3 separate regions of the Gossypium hirsutum genome follow, and all the other regions are linked to region 1. The links are chromatin contacts, called in public Hi-C maps. All regions are on one chromosome and are shown on one strand. The core of a region is the stretch at or near the end of the contact, and the rest is flanking DNA. Distances in the headings are between cores, read along the strand shown.

Region 1 (5,058 bases), core at 1,726-4,225:
TCCCGAGACCACTGTTCCGACTAGGCCCTAAATCGGACTGTTACATATTGTTTAATAGAATAGAGGAAAATCCAAATAAATGTAATCATTCTTGCCATTAAATTCAATGTCATCTGCTACATATCAGTTATACATTAGCTATTTTTGTTGCTCATAAAAATAATTAACACCTTAGGTGTTTTAAGGTACTTTGTATAACATTTGACAAGTTTAGGTACCAAATTGGATAAAAAAAGTTTAGGTACCAAATTAAGACAAAGTGTCAAGTTTAGGGTACCAAATTAGACCAAAAAAAACTCAAGTACCAGATTAGGAAAAAAGTATCAAGCTTATGTGTTGAATTGGACAAAAAAAAAGCTTAGGTACCAAATTGAGAAAAATTGTCAAGTTCTAGTGCTAAATGTTATAGTAAGCCATATCTTCATATAAAGAAACATGATCACATTGAATGTTTGCAAAAGAGTCTTTGCTTGACTTTATATTAAAATCATTATCTAATAAGTAGAATACACTAGGATTCATGAAAACTAATCTTACTTGATCCATTCTCCTTGGAAGATCCACTACTCAAAATCCCCAATAATAAATAAGTAAATAATCAAGACATGTTGGTCAAACATGCTAACAGATAAGTTATATGTCCTGTCAACTTTTTCTTAAGTTACGCCTGGTGGTGTAGCATGTAGTTATAACTTACACCAATATATATAAATAAAAATAAGCATTTTTTTAGCATGTATAAAAAAAATGTACTATAAAAAAAATTTCCCTATATATTTGAATCAAATGAATCATGAATTAGTTGTATTTATATGGTTAAAGCTATTGTTATATTGTCTTAAATCATAAAAGTACCACTAAAGTTTACTGTTCAGCATCCGATTTGTTTATTTTGTGTGCAAGTATAGGTGGATCTCGAAGTTCCAAGAAGTGAATCAACATCCAATATGCAGCCTTCAACTTAACAATGTTTTTATAGTTATTTTTGTCTTCGATAAACGACATATACCTAGGTTTTGAGTCAGCTTGATATAGTAAATGGTCAATTTAGAAGTTTTGATTGTAAATGTTAAATTAAACTTGGGATATGACTTATTTTGTGTGACTAGAGTTGGCATATTAGTTGAAATGAATCAAATATGCAATTGTTTTAAGTGTTCTGAATTGGTACCATATGGACCTTTTGGAAACAGCGAGTGATGTCGCGATGTCAAGCTCGCAATGTCACAACGAGGGCAAGTTGGTGAGTTGCGTCACGACCTTAAACCCCCGAAGTCACAAGTCAACTCGATAGTTTGAAATGCTTACATTTTAGTCCTAATTTGATCCTAAGCTATTAAAATAGCTTTCATAAACTCGTATACATATGATTATATATTATATTTTAATGATGTTTTGAACTTTTATAATTCCTTCCCAACAACGCTGGCTACCAGAACGCGTATCTCATTTCATGCCCACAATCCCAACTATTGCTCATCTGCATGCGTAATATATGTATTATACGGAGGAGGAATTAACTTTCATTAGTGTAAACTTAACTTAATTTTACATAATTGCAAAACTTTTTATACATTTATATTTATTTTATTTCATATTTTATTAAACTTAGATTACATAAGTCGAGTTTTAAAAAAGTTATAAGGCTATAACTATTTATTAGATAAAAGAAGTTTCAACCATAAGTATATATTAAAATTATCCAAAAATGTCCGATTGATTTAAAATTTTATATAATTTATAGCTAAATTAAATTATAAATCATTTAAAAAATTATACAAATATATAAAATGAAATTATGTTTACAGTGGGTTGCTTACGTAGAAAACTTGGAAAGAATATTCTTTGAAGCACACAATCTCTTTCAGCTAAATGGTTTTGGGCTTATACTTGATTGTCTCCATTTATCTCATTCACGAGCGAGATCATTAAATGATGGGAGAGGGCCGAAGGGGACCAGAATCATTGTAAAATTTATCCTGTGATAGCAACTTCAGAATATGTAAATGAAATTGCGTATATTTTTTCAACTTTTATTTTCTCTTAATATATAATCCTTATGTCGTCATATGTGCGTATGCATGAATTTTGTATAGCATAGAAGCTTGTGTATAAATTTTTGGATAAATCACATTATAAGTTATTCACCTATGTTTAAGTTTTTTCTTAGTTGCTTAACTTTTAAAATTTTCAAAATAATTACCTATCTAATCAAATTTGTTTTTGGTCTATTCTCGTTAAGCTTTTGATATAAATTTAGACCTTAATTTTTACATATTATATCAATTTGATCATAATTTTAAAAGAATTAACCCTCAACATTATAAATTATTTCAATTTAATCCTAATTTTAAATTAATAATAATATATAAATTTTTGGAGCCTGATGAAAGCAGCATAGGAAGATGAAGCTTGATGAACTTGGTTTCTTACCTGATTCAATTGGTTTTTAGTGCTCTGAATATTTTTTGGTTTGGTGGGATAATTCAATCTTCAAATCTGTCTATTTCTAATCTGATCGATTCAGTTGGTCAATTTGATCCACCTTTAACATGAATAAAAAAAACAACTACTAATGCTCACAGAAGCAACAAATAAAAAAAAATCAATAAGAAAGCATAACACAAGTAATTCCTAAGAGTAAAATGGCAAGTGAGCAAAAATCAGGATAAGAAAGAAAGCTCAGTAAAATAGAATAAGATAAACAAGCCGTTTCTGGAAATTCCCTTTTGTTCCGCCTCCCTACCCATTATTTGCCAAACACAATCTCAGCTAATTCCAATTATATATATCTAACCCCAGATTCAATTTCGACTAATGTTCTCATCTTCTTCACTGCCAACCATTTCTACAGTTTTGAATCTAGTAATCGATTTGGATTCAAACCTCAATTCCAATTTGGTTTTCCTTGGGTCTGATGGCCCATTATCAATAGGCCTAGTTACTAACCTTGAACTCCGTCTGTATGGCCATTAAGGTTTATCACTGCTCTGTTTACCTGGAAAAAAAACTCAAATTGAACAAAACCCTTTCTCTTCCCCAACCTACTCCTTTTTACAAGGATACAGATATCGACAATCCTTCTGAACCTCCCAAAAGGACGATGTGATATTACTCACGAAGACTGTAGTCACCCTTTAGAATCTAAGGGCAATCCCAAGCCCAGTCCAGAATACCAATGTATAAAGTTGGTATTTCCCTCTTGCTCAATGGCTTAACTGGTTCTTCCTTTTTTTAATGCTCAGCTGCAGTTGGGTTCAAATGGATGCTTAACTCTAACACAAATGGAATCCAAGTCTCCACAATGCTGGCTAAACACCTACACTTTAAGAAAAAGGTACTGTTGACAATCCAACAACAAGAAGTTAAGAAAGGGATGTGATGTGATTATAAGATTTCTCACTCTTTCCTTTTCGGAGGAACTTTCAGGCATCGATGAATCCAATATCAACTGAGCTTCACTAATCATTAATGCTTTAGCAGCGCCCATTTTACCCTAAGTGCATGCTATACTTGGTATTCTCTATTTTCATGTTCCTAATTAAGGATCCCATGATGCAAAATACAGCTAAAACACGTATGGTAATAAAAAGTTTAGGTGTGGAGATTGTTCACTTTATTTCTTAACTATGTGGTTAGAAGTTTGATCTTGTTTACAAGAATGAAGCACATATTTTATCAACCTGTCTATCTTTTCAAAGTAAAGCCGGAGCGAAAGAATTAGTCAGTGACAAAAATAACACTATAAAATAAATATTGAATACAAATATACATAAGATATACTCAATTCTCCTTTAATGTATAATCATATCATCAACTTTTTCCCGAGTATTCCAATGATATACGTCCCAACCATGAATAAGGTTCATATAATAATAGTAATTAATGACATAAAGACCTCTATCTATTGAAGCAGACCTTTAAAGCGAGAAGCAAAGATGTATCAACAAAAGTCAACCAAAATAATAAAAAATTACCCTAAGCTTTGATCCAACTCGTGCCAACAATGATCTTTTTATCCACAACTTTCTCAGTGTATGAAAAACGGATTGTGATAGTGGTCAAGCTCTCGCTGCAAATCATAGCATATTATGTCATTGAAACCTTTGTTTAGAGTGCAAGATACACTACATAAATCATCAACCGCCAAGAAGGATTAATTACACATTCCAATAGTTACATGGATGAGGGATCTATATAATACAAAAGTTGCCACTGATTGAGGCACAACAGCATTCAAGAGAATAAGAAGAAGGTGGCAAAAGAAAGAAAGAAAGAATGATGAATGTCAACAGGCTGGAGCACAAGGTAAGCAAAACCTAAACCACGACCGGAAAAAAATTTGCCAGCAAAAAGCACGCACACCCAAACACCACACGCACATATAAAGGCCTGCAAACCAAATTTAACTCGTAACTGTAGTACATAGAATACATCGCATCCGAGGATCTCTGGCCTCGCTACCATTGTCATCCTCCTCCTCATCGTGCTCGTACTCATATAACCCCTCAAAGGTGACTCCAGTCCCTTTTTTGTTGGTGCTATTAGTTTCAGTAGAATCCATCAAACAAGTCGTGTGATAAGCATGGCAGCAAAAGAACACGACGACTGATGCATTTTGTATCGAGAAAGGATCAAAACACATGCAACATTTTTCCACCTCCCCTTGTTTTAGACTTAACCTCCATTTTTCCCCTCGTTTTGTGAAGCTCTACTTGCGTCCCTCTTAGATCGAGCATCATCTTCTTCATTGCTCAAGCAAACTGCTCATTTCGCTTCATTGTAGTATTTAATCGACGTATTAACACAATCAGCCTGTGTATATATATATATCACATTTACACCAATGTCGGGTTTCTCAAATCAGAATTCAAGTATTACAACAATCACTGCATGCATTGATTTGGTGACTCAGTTTTCTGATTCATCATCTTAGTTTGCATAAAGAAATAATTTGGCAACAAATTTGATAATAAAACTGGTGTCATTATGGTTAATTAAGAAAAGAAAAAACACGAGATGCAAGGCCCTTGGAGGCATTAGAAAGGCCCTTTCCTT
Region 2 (5,058 bases), core at 1,443-3,942, 59 kb before region 1:
CTGATGCAACTGACACATGGAGTCGACTTGAATCTACAATTGGTGCCAACAGCAATTCAGTGGTATTCTAATTTTTCATTTCTTTTTATCACATTTGGCCACAAAAATTGTTTCTTTTTTTTTTCTCCACCTAATTATGAGTAAATTTGCAGGATTTCTACAATTTCCTTCTGGATTCAGGGATGGGACCTGTAGCTTTAACAACTTCAGCATTTTCCAATGGAGTTTTTTCAGTCAATAGATACTCAAGATATTTGAGTTCCTTAAGGGTTTCACCAGGCAATGATGGACCTGATCTTGATACTTTGATGAATGGGGTCATCAAGAAGAAGCTTAAGATTATCCCTGATAATGTCACGTAAGGATTTTAATTCCTCTGTTTTTTGAAATATAATTTCTGCAAATGTACTCTTTTAACATTTTGATCCAAAAGCACCAATATTCATGTATTTTAACAGATGGGGAGGGCAGTCAGACTTTGTTTTCTCAGATTTGTCAGGTGATTTTATGAGGCCAAGAATTGCTGAGGTAAAAAGTTAAAAAGTTTTTTAACAACCAGTAGTTAAAATTGCTTAAACTAAATTAATCTTGACCTTTTGCTTGTGTTTCTCGTTTGACTTCAAGAGGGATGTTAAGTGTCTCTAATTTCTATATTTTGTTGATTTTTCCCCTTCAGGTTGATGAACTCCTTTCAAAAGGAGTAAATGTCACTATATACAGTGGGCAGGTAATACTGTTCCAAACTTTCTCAGCTACCATAAACAACTTTTTACACCCTAAATATCTTTTTTCCTTTAAGTCAAAACTAACTTATAATAAACAAGTATATGCTACTTTTACTGCTATTTGAGTCAAATGCTACCCAAAATAATTCCATGAAGTAGCTGAATTTAGGGCAGCTTTTACCTGTTTTTTAGGGTTTCTTTTTGTGGTTTGAATTTTTACCATTAATTAATGATGGTATTGTTGGATGGATGGGTTATTGCAGCTTGATGTGATATGTGCAACAAAGGGAACTGAAGCTTGGCTTGATAAGCTCAAGTATGACTCTTATTTTCCCTTTCTATCTATGCCTTATTGGCCCTCCAAAAACACACCTACCTTTAATGCATTTTGACTGTTTCTTTCTTTAATTACTTCTATTAGCAAATTCTAAGGTTATGCATTTATAAATGTTTAAGATTAAGTAATTTAGACATCTACACTCAGTACTTATATGTTGGAGCACATGCATTAAAAAAAACTTAAGCCTTTTTAATATTTGAATATATGCAATATTTGACATTGGGAAGAAATGAGGATTATATAAACATATGGACTCTTGGAGTTATATAGTTCATATATATATATTTATGTATTAATGTCTTTAGGTGGGAAGGATTGAAAGAGTTTTTAAGCAAGGATCGAAATCCTCTTTACTGTAAAGAGGATCAAGCCACCAAAGGGTTCATCAAATCATACAAAAACCTGCAATTTTTCTGGATTCTTGGGGCTGGACACTTTGTAAGTCTTCTAAATCATTATTTATCAAACCCCATCTTTTCAATCTCAAGAAATACTATGATTGTCATGTCTCCATCCGTCACCTTCATATATATATGATCATCATGCATGCTATTATTAGAGGGAGAAAAAAGGTCATAGACTCATCATATATATAAAAAAAATTGATCAAAAGAAAAAAAAATAGTTGCAGAATGTCAATATATGTATATAATAAAATGAAATTTGTCAATGAAAAATTTATGGTGAAGGAAAGACAAAGCACTGGACACTGTCAGTCAATCGATATGTCTTATCTGACAATTTATATATGTATATATATCCAAAAATAAAATAAAAATTAGTCATGTATTGCTGAAAAAAGGTATTAGAAGATATATGCATTATGGAGGTGAATTTAAGTATGTTAATATTATTATTAAGACTAATAATTAAAATTTAATGAATTATTGAGTGCAGGTGCCTGTTGAGCAACCCTGTGTAGCTTTAAACATGGCTGCGGCAATCACGCAATCCCCAGCTGCATCAACTTCATAGACCCAAAACAAGAAAGAAAGAAAGAAAGAAAGAATTGATGGGATTTATTGACATTTCAATAACAATGTAAAATAATAATAAAAAGGGTAAAAACGACAAGGAAACAGAGGGATTGGCTTATCTTATCTTCAGAATTAGTAGTTCAGAAGCTGAGAGACTACACGTAAAGCAATTATTAAACAGAAGCAGGTAGATTATTGATGCTATTATGTTGCTCTGCTCCAAGTTGTAATTATCATTTACAGGAGAAGAAAAAAAAAAGAAAATAAGTGAATTCCTTTGACATAAAAAAAATTGATTTTTAGATATTTATGATATAAGCGAAAATTAAATTATAATATTTTGAGAATTTATATTAACTTATAACTTTACATAGATTTAAATCTAAATTATTTATATGTATTAAAGCAATTAACTTGGTTCTATATATATGCATGCATGGTGCACTGATACAAGAAGCTAAAATTCCTATATATATATGTTGGGATCATGAATTTTGACAGAGTAAATCTTAGACTGTGCAGTGCCGGGTCCTAAGAAATATACCCAAATCCCTAGAGATAAGAGAAAGGACGTTAGGGGAGACTCTGAGAGGGTCTTCACTGCAACGCAAAAATGACAAGAAACAACAAAATAACTATATTCTGCACGCAATCTAACATCCCAACAGGCCAACCCAACATTTAGTATAGCCCCTTGCCGTTCCCTACACGTCGTTCAGTTTAGTTTTCAGTTTTTGTATGTTAATTTTTAAATTTTTAGATTAATTTTGCTAAAATAAAATTTGTTTTATGAGTTTTGAATTTTATTTGACCCAATTTCAAATATTTTTTTCATAAATATTTAAAAAAATAAATTTTTAAGAACTTTTGAATTATTTTCACTATTGTAAATATAAAATATTTATTTTTATATCATAAACAATTAGAATTAATTATATATTAAATAAAAAATAAAATTCTATTCAATTTCGGATAACCATAATTTCTAAACTTGCATTTCATAAATTGTACATACACCTTAATTTGAATCGGTTTTTAGTTTTTCAATTTTTTTCCCAAAAATAATATTGCTGCTATATTATGTAAAAATAATAAAAATCCTTCTATTTTATGTAAACTCTTCACCTATATTGAATACAATGAAGCATTTTGCACTCAATGCTATTCATATAATTATAGGTACAGCATCATATAAAAAGTATATATATTTTTTGTGGAACATATAAAATATTGCTGCTAGCTAAAGGAGTAAATGCCACTGCTCTGCTATATAGAATTGAAAGGGCAAGACTTCTTTCTTTCTTTTTTACTTGAATTATTTATAGGAAAACAAATTAATATTTCCTATCATAAATAGTCTCATATGTCAATAATTCATAATAAATAAAATGTATAAATTTTTCTAATTTGTAATTTTAGTCATGTCCAATGTTATTAACTAGCTCATAAATTTCCATAAAAAAAAAACTCTAATTATGTTTAAGATTTTGAATCGGTTTCAGATTTAATTCTTATGGAATCAATACTATAGCTGCTTGACATGAAATTTTAAACTCATTCTTGTTTTTAAATTGTTATCTTAAACTGACTCTAAAATTAGGAGAAGGTACTGATTGCATTGATCTTCCAATTGTGCCTGCAGTCATGAACTCATGACCTACAATCAGTACCTTCTCCTGATTCTGGAGTCTCGAACTCAAGGCGTGGATGTTTTGCTCCACAGCTTAGGTGTGTAGTATTTGGAACATGGTTAGTGACGGCAATGTTTGTTTTACTATGATTCAGTCTGTTTGTCCCAACAGGTGTATTGTGAAAACTAGAATCCTTAGCTTTATTCAAGGCATCATAAAGTTTAGCTTTGGATTTTATGATCTCTGAAACAATAGTCTCATACCTATCATCAGCTATATGAATGATCCAACAATGAGATGAGAACTTATCAAGCTAATAAGTGGCTTAAAATCAGGGTATGTTTACACGTGTGCACGCACATATATATGTTTGAAATTTTTTAAATAGGACAAGAAAGATACCAAGAAGTGATTGTATGATAACACGTGCAGCTAATTGTTCAGCCTCCTTATTTCTACTAGTTTCCCTTCTATAAGTCGCACCATTGAAAACTAAAGTAGACACGAAAAGGGGAAGCACTCCTCCTGAAAGAATAGTATTTTATTGTATGTTGGCGTTTCTAGATTTATCTTCACCACAAATTCATTTAAGATAGACTTGCGAAATACCATATCCTAAAGCACGAGCAACCAAAAGTTTAGCAAACCCTAAAACAATTATCATACTTCTATTTGATATGCAAGTATGATATACCTATTGAACAATCCTTAGTTATAGAAAACATTTTCCATTTCCTATTCTCATTTACACTTTAATGCCTCATTTGGTTATCTAGTGTATTTAACATAACAAATCACCTAATTATCACATAAGTATTAAAATAGTTAGTTAAAAGATAAAGAATAATTAGTATAAGTTTATACTTGAAATTAGAAGGGTGAATAAAACTCTTGTAAAAAAAATCACTTCAAAATAAGTAAAAGAATTCCCTTCCCTTTGCTCAAAACAAATCACGAGAGTGGCTAAAAATTACAGAGCAAAGTTACTTTATTGCTAACTCATACACCAAAACATGTTGAAAAAAATAATACTTCAACTAAATGTAGCAAAAATGGAAAGATAAAAAAAAAAAGAGAATATTTGAAAATCCAAAAACCAAGGATTTTGAACGTAGATTGACTCCTTGACTAAATAATATTGTAATTAATATATGACGATTCGAAACTTAATTATAAATTATTTTAGCCCTAATTATATATATATTTAATAGGACCCTCGGCTAGCTCGGTACAACTTTTATGGTTTGCATTTGAAATCGATACAATGAATAAATGAAAACAACAAATTAGAAAAACAGATCGCATGTATCATTATCCACAACAAATGCATTCTCTCGTTATGAACAAGAGATAACTTAGAGATTAAATTATTTTCTTCGAATTAT
Region 3 (5,058 bases), core at 783-3,282, 40 kb after region 1:
CGTTTTGAAGAGTTTTTTAAAGACATGAGTGAAATTCAAAAGGGACCTTCGATTATTTTGAACAATCGAGAAATTGAAACCCAGCACGATAGGGCACGATTCCGCGAATCGCCAAATATCGAACATCGCCTTCGTTTAAAGGATTTTTTAAAGACATGGGTGAAATTCTAAAGGAACCTTCGATTACTTTGAGCAAACGAGAAATTGCAACCCAACACGTTAGGGCACGATTCCGCGAATTGCCAAATATCGAATATTACCTTCGTTTTAAAGAATTCTTAAATAATTGTGAAACTAGCTTAAAATGCATTAATTCGATTTGAAATAAGACGAAATTAATCATAAAAATTGGGATTTTATAAAACCACATTTCAAAAACCAAGTGGAAAACGATGATATGGGGTAATATACGTACGCATAAAATACGACAATGGAAGAGTGGAGGTAATGCAATTTATTTAATCAACTAACAAGCACTTAAGCAACTAAGTATAGCTAACTTGGAAATACAACTCAATTTCGACCATGCATGGAGAATAATTAACATGACAATAAATAAATAATATGCAACGACAACATACATGGCATAATAACAAATGATTACTATTAGTCGCACGAAACAAAATGCAAATCGAAGAAGCAATATGGTATAAAACTATTTTAAACAATGGTAAGTACGCGATGCACACTATATGAATTGATGGATTGATAAATTAGAAACTATTTATAAAAACAAACTTGGTATATACATGCAATCATCAAAACATATATTGTAGAATGAACATTTTTAAAACACATAATGCATAAGTTGAAAAATTTGCATAGAAACTAAGAATATATAATTACCGAAATAAATATTATAGAATAGAAGTTTGAATCAAATTGCATGTAAAATAATTTAAACACAAGTCCATTTAAGAGTTTACAAAATATATGATAATTCAAATAATATATAATATGAAAGGATAATAAAATACATGATGAGATGTAATTCACAAAATAGATTTACAAAATATATGCATAAATAACTTTGAAAATAATCATTCGTAAAAAAACATAGAAATACATACGAGATTAAGTTAATTTTATAATAAACTATGTAATGGATTTAAGAACATGCTTATATAAATATGTATATCAAGAAAACTGTGTGTGTAAAATACATAGATTTAATAGTAATATATATACCAAATATAGGTATCGATAAACATATGTACTTACGTAATAATAACCTAAAAAATATATTATGTAGGATCATGTAATAATATATAAGAATAAATTTAAAAGGAATTATGTATGTAAAATAATATAAGATTAATAAAATGCATAAAAAGAATTAACCTTCTTATAAAGTGTATATGTATGTATATATAAAAGAACATTTTAAACAAACAAATTTAAAAGAAAATAAACAAATAGATATATATAGTTACATGTAGAGATATATTTACATATATAAATGAAAATATGAATAACAAACTAAAACCATGCAAAACTTAATAAAATACTCCAAAATAATATATTAAAAGGTGAATAATAAGTAAATTTTCAAAAATAAAAGGGTTTCAAAGAATAAAATATGCTGAGAGTAATGAGTAAATAAAAAGAAACTCAATTGAAACAAAAATGAAACTAAAAGGATAATTAATAAATACAATAAATTACTGAAATTAGAGGAAGGACCAAAGCTTAACGCGTGCAGACTCATAGGGGTTAAAACTGGCAATATACGAGATCCCTGAGTGCTGCGTTGAAGGGTGGATCGAATTGATTTCACTTGTAAATTAAATGTATAAATTAAAAAAACAAAGGGAAAAGCTGGTAGAACTCAATCATGACACAACGCCGAACAAGTGGACTTAAGGTGCAAATATCCCTTTCTGACCTAACACATGGGTCTTAACCAGGCGTGGGTCGGGTCATTGGGTGAAAGCCACCACACGACGCCGTATCTAGACCGTTAAAATTGGTCAAAACGGCGCCGTTCCCAGTCTCTTATATGGACTAAACCAACCGAATCAACAAGCACCCATTCTGCCTATTTTCAAATCCCTAATCCCCTTTGCTAAATGCCGATTCATCTTCATCGTGTGGGACTCTTCGAGCCTGAGGGAATCTTAGCCCGAAATCCCTCCTCAACTTCGATTTCGACGAAGAAGGGAGAAGAAAACCATGGCTCGCTTGCACGGTAAGGCTCCTCTGTCACCGTTCTTTTGTTTATTTTTCTTTAAAACAGTAATGGTGAATGACCCAAACTAGAAACGAAACGATGCATAGAAAACTAAAAGGATTCGAGGAAGAAAGAAGTCACCTCTGCTTTTTTGTATTCTCTGTGCGTATATTTTCGTTCGTAACCGATTACAAGGATTGAAATCTCGGCCTTATAGCCGAAAAAGAGAGAAAAGAAATTTAACAAAATAATCATACAATATTTTTCTTTTGTTTGTATTTGCTGTTGTTGCTTGTTTGTTTCTCTGCAGGTGCGGATGTGCTGGCGCGGGCGTGGCTGCTGGACGGTACGGAGCGTACGGCGCTGGCATCGTACGGAGGTGGTGGCGCGCGTGGGAGGCTGAGGCGCAAGCAGGAACTGCTAGGGTTTCTGTTCTAAAATTTTTGGGCCATTTGGGCCGATGTAATTTTGAGGTTGGGCTTGTATTAGGTTATTTTTTTGAATTTGGGTCATGTAACTGAGCTATAGGCCTGTTGGGCCTGTTCTTGTAGTTGGGCCACTAGTTTCTGTAATTGGACTGTAAGGACTATTATAATATTTTTTGATTTTTTTTGTTTTGTTTTTTGTTTGCTCGGACCAGACAAATTTGGCCCACTACAAGATTATTTATCAAAATGGTATATTTGATACATTACTTTACCGATATCCATTCGGCCCAACCTGATATCCATCCATTACCTGATGGAATTACCTTAATTCCAAGATTTAAGTTCATCCTATCCATAAAATCACTCCTCGAAAACTGCCTTCCTCCCTTAGCACTATTTTCTTTTCGTTGACCTGCTTTGATTGCGAGAGCACTATTTTCTTCCTCCTTTCGAGTAGATGCCACACATCCACCCTCACTCGAATACATATATAGCTACTAACACCATTAGCAATTGATTTAGCATATAAGCAACAGAACTCCCAATGAAATCTCCAAATTGCTTGACTATTGTTTCAGACATTAATCCATGCAGGATATCATGAACTTAACCTAAAAATCTGAAAAAAAAATAATAATAAAGGAACGGATCTTCCTTGTCTTTAAGCTTGCGGAAATTAAGAAGATGGTTATTAAACATCTATGGAGCACTATTCACTACTCTATACAAATCTACTTCGTAATGAAATCAGGATAGATACCTTTTCTTTCCTTTTCTTTCCACTTCCGTTATCGAAACCCCACCCGATGGATGCCAAAGATTTACTAAAGTTATTTGCATAGATTGAAAACTCATCACACTAGTATTTAGAAAACACTGACTAAATAGAGAACAGTGGATAGATCTATCATTATAAAATCCAAATTAATCTGCCACGCTTCCTCCTCACCATCATCAATATGCAAATTTGCTAACACGTTCTCCATCTCCTTCGCTAGCGATCGAAATATTCCACTAATCTAGAAAAAAAAAACATAAAAGCAAATGAAAAATAAAACATGTTACTAAAACAAACAAAACGTGCTACGAAAGGAGACTATATTTAAAAAAAAATAAACATTTAACTCTCAATAAAAACCAAAATACAAGATTTCTATAATACTTTAACCTATGTATTTTTTTTTTCCGACTTAACTGAAAAACACTTGAGAGCATTATAATCTCATCTGTGCAGTGAATAGAATAATAAATTTATTACGTTTGTATTTCTTTTATATCTCTCCTTGTTATATAAAACTAAAAATATATTAATTCTCCAATCTAAAAACATATTAATCCTATTTATAAAGTTACAATTTTTCATTTATATAAAGAATTGACAGATCATAAAAATAAACTATGTGGAAACTCATCATGGCATCTATATATAATGATATTTCTTTATAAACTTACAAATTTTCGTTATATCAAAATATGACTGATACGATGATATGTTGTTTTACTTAATTGTAGCTTCCCGACCTACGACAAAATTTCTTTATTTTTCAAAATTTGCTATTAATTTATTTATTTATTAATATATGTATTTTAATATAGTTAATTTCAGTTTTTATAATTTTTATATTTATCAATTTTAATCTTTATATTTATCAATTTATTTGGTTAAACTATGCTATTATTTATGTATAATGCATAAAATTGTTGACTTAATACATGTTCTCCAATTGTATCATTGATGGTTCTTATACTTTTTCGAAATTTAAGTCTCATTAATTGATTTTTTTATAATATTATAAAAAATAATAAGTTGACATAATAACACACAAAATAATATATTTGCAGTATAAAATTTAGAAAATGGCATAATTTAAATAATTTGATTAAGATTGAAATTTTAAAAATTAAAACAAAAAAGGCATAGTAGAATGATGAATAAGTAGAATATAACTTTTCTTTTTATTGGCTAACAACACGTGCATAAGAAAATGATATTTCATCATAAGAAGTGCCTTTTATAACCAATGTAACTATATGTTTAAGAAAAACTCTTGTATAATAGTATATAATTCATAAAAATGATTTATAGATAATTTCATATTACTAGTTTTTAAAATTATAATTAAATAGTTTATTTATTTAGATAAATAAATAAAAATAGCCAAATAAATAAATAAAAACATATGGTAAATAGTAATTATTTTTAAAAAAAAATTAAGAGTGAATAATATAAAGTTTTATTCCCATTAAAAATTGACTATCTATTTAATAGTGAAGTTTGGACCTAAAAGGGCGGTAACTCAAAATAAAACAAAAGTTGACATAATTTAAAACATTACAATGACTTAAAAGAACCTCTTACATGTGGCACACAAAACACTTCCTATAACAAAAACAGATTCTACACAATTCAACAAACTCACCAAACAAAGAGATACTAATAGCTCTTAACAACCAAAATCC

What was found. Hi-C and Micro-C count contacts between places; a contact is called where the count stands out from the background.
Region 2: a Hi-C map of leaf shows a contact between it and region 1, with 2.6 times the contacts expected there. The contact joins two enhancer-like sites. A contact is called at or near these places in 10 of 34 Hi-C or Micro-C datasets (callus, fibers, hypocotyl and 3 more).
Region 3: a contact with region 1 is called in a Hi-C map of leaf, with 2.5 times the contacts expected there. The contact joins the promoter of LOC107889150 here to the enhancer-like site in region 1. A contact is called at or near these places in 9 of 34 Hi-C or Micro-C datasets (anther, leaf and petal).

What each region holds. Positions count from the first base shown.
Region 1 is chrA09:63,403,253-63,408,310 of Gossypium_hirsutum_v2.1, reverse strand. No RefSeq gene overlaps it. Among protein-coding and RNA genes, the nearest start is that of LOC107890289, 2.9 kb to the left of the region's middle. Within about 2 kb of position 2,975, at least 4 of the 9 cell types and tissues checked have an H3K27ac peak or open chromatin away from gene starts, as enhancers often do. A contact at or near this core is called in leaf, where this site is marked.
Region 2 is chrA09:63,462,160-63,467,217 of Gossypium_hirsutum_v2.1, reverse strand. LOC121206114 (serine carboxypeptidase-like 51) reads left to right here. Exons shown (of 13, transcript XM_041076409.1): 7 at 1-62; 8 at 153-358; 9 at 459-528; 10 at 677-727; 11 at 989-1,041; 12 at 1,371-1,503; 13 at 1,963-2,375. The coding sequence ends at 2,040. Among protein-coding and RNA genes, the nearest start is that of LOC121206114, 7.6 kb to the left of the region's middle. Within about 2 kb of position 2,692, at least 1 of the 9 cell types and tissues checked has an H3K27ac peak or open chromatin away from gene starts, as enhancers often do. A contact at or near this core is called in leaf, where this site is marked.
Region 3 is chrA09:63,362,105-63,367,162 of Gossypium_hirsutum_v2.1, reverse strand. LOC107889150 reads left to right here and starts at 2,032. Exons shown (of 2, transcript XM_016813487.2): 1 at 2,032-2,188; 2 at 2,481-2,782. The coding sequence starts at 2,070. The coding sequence ends at 2,691.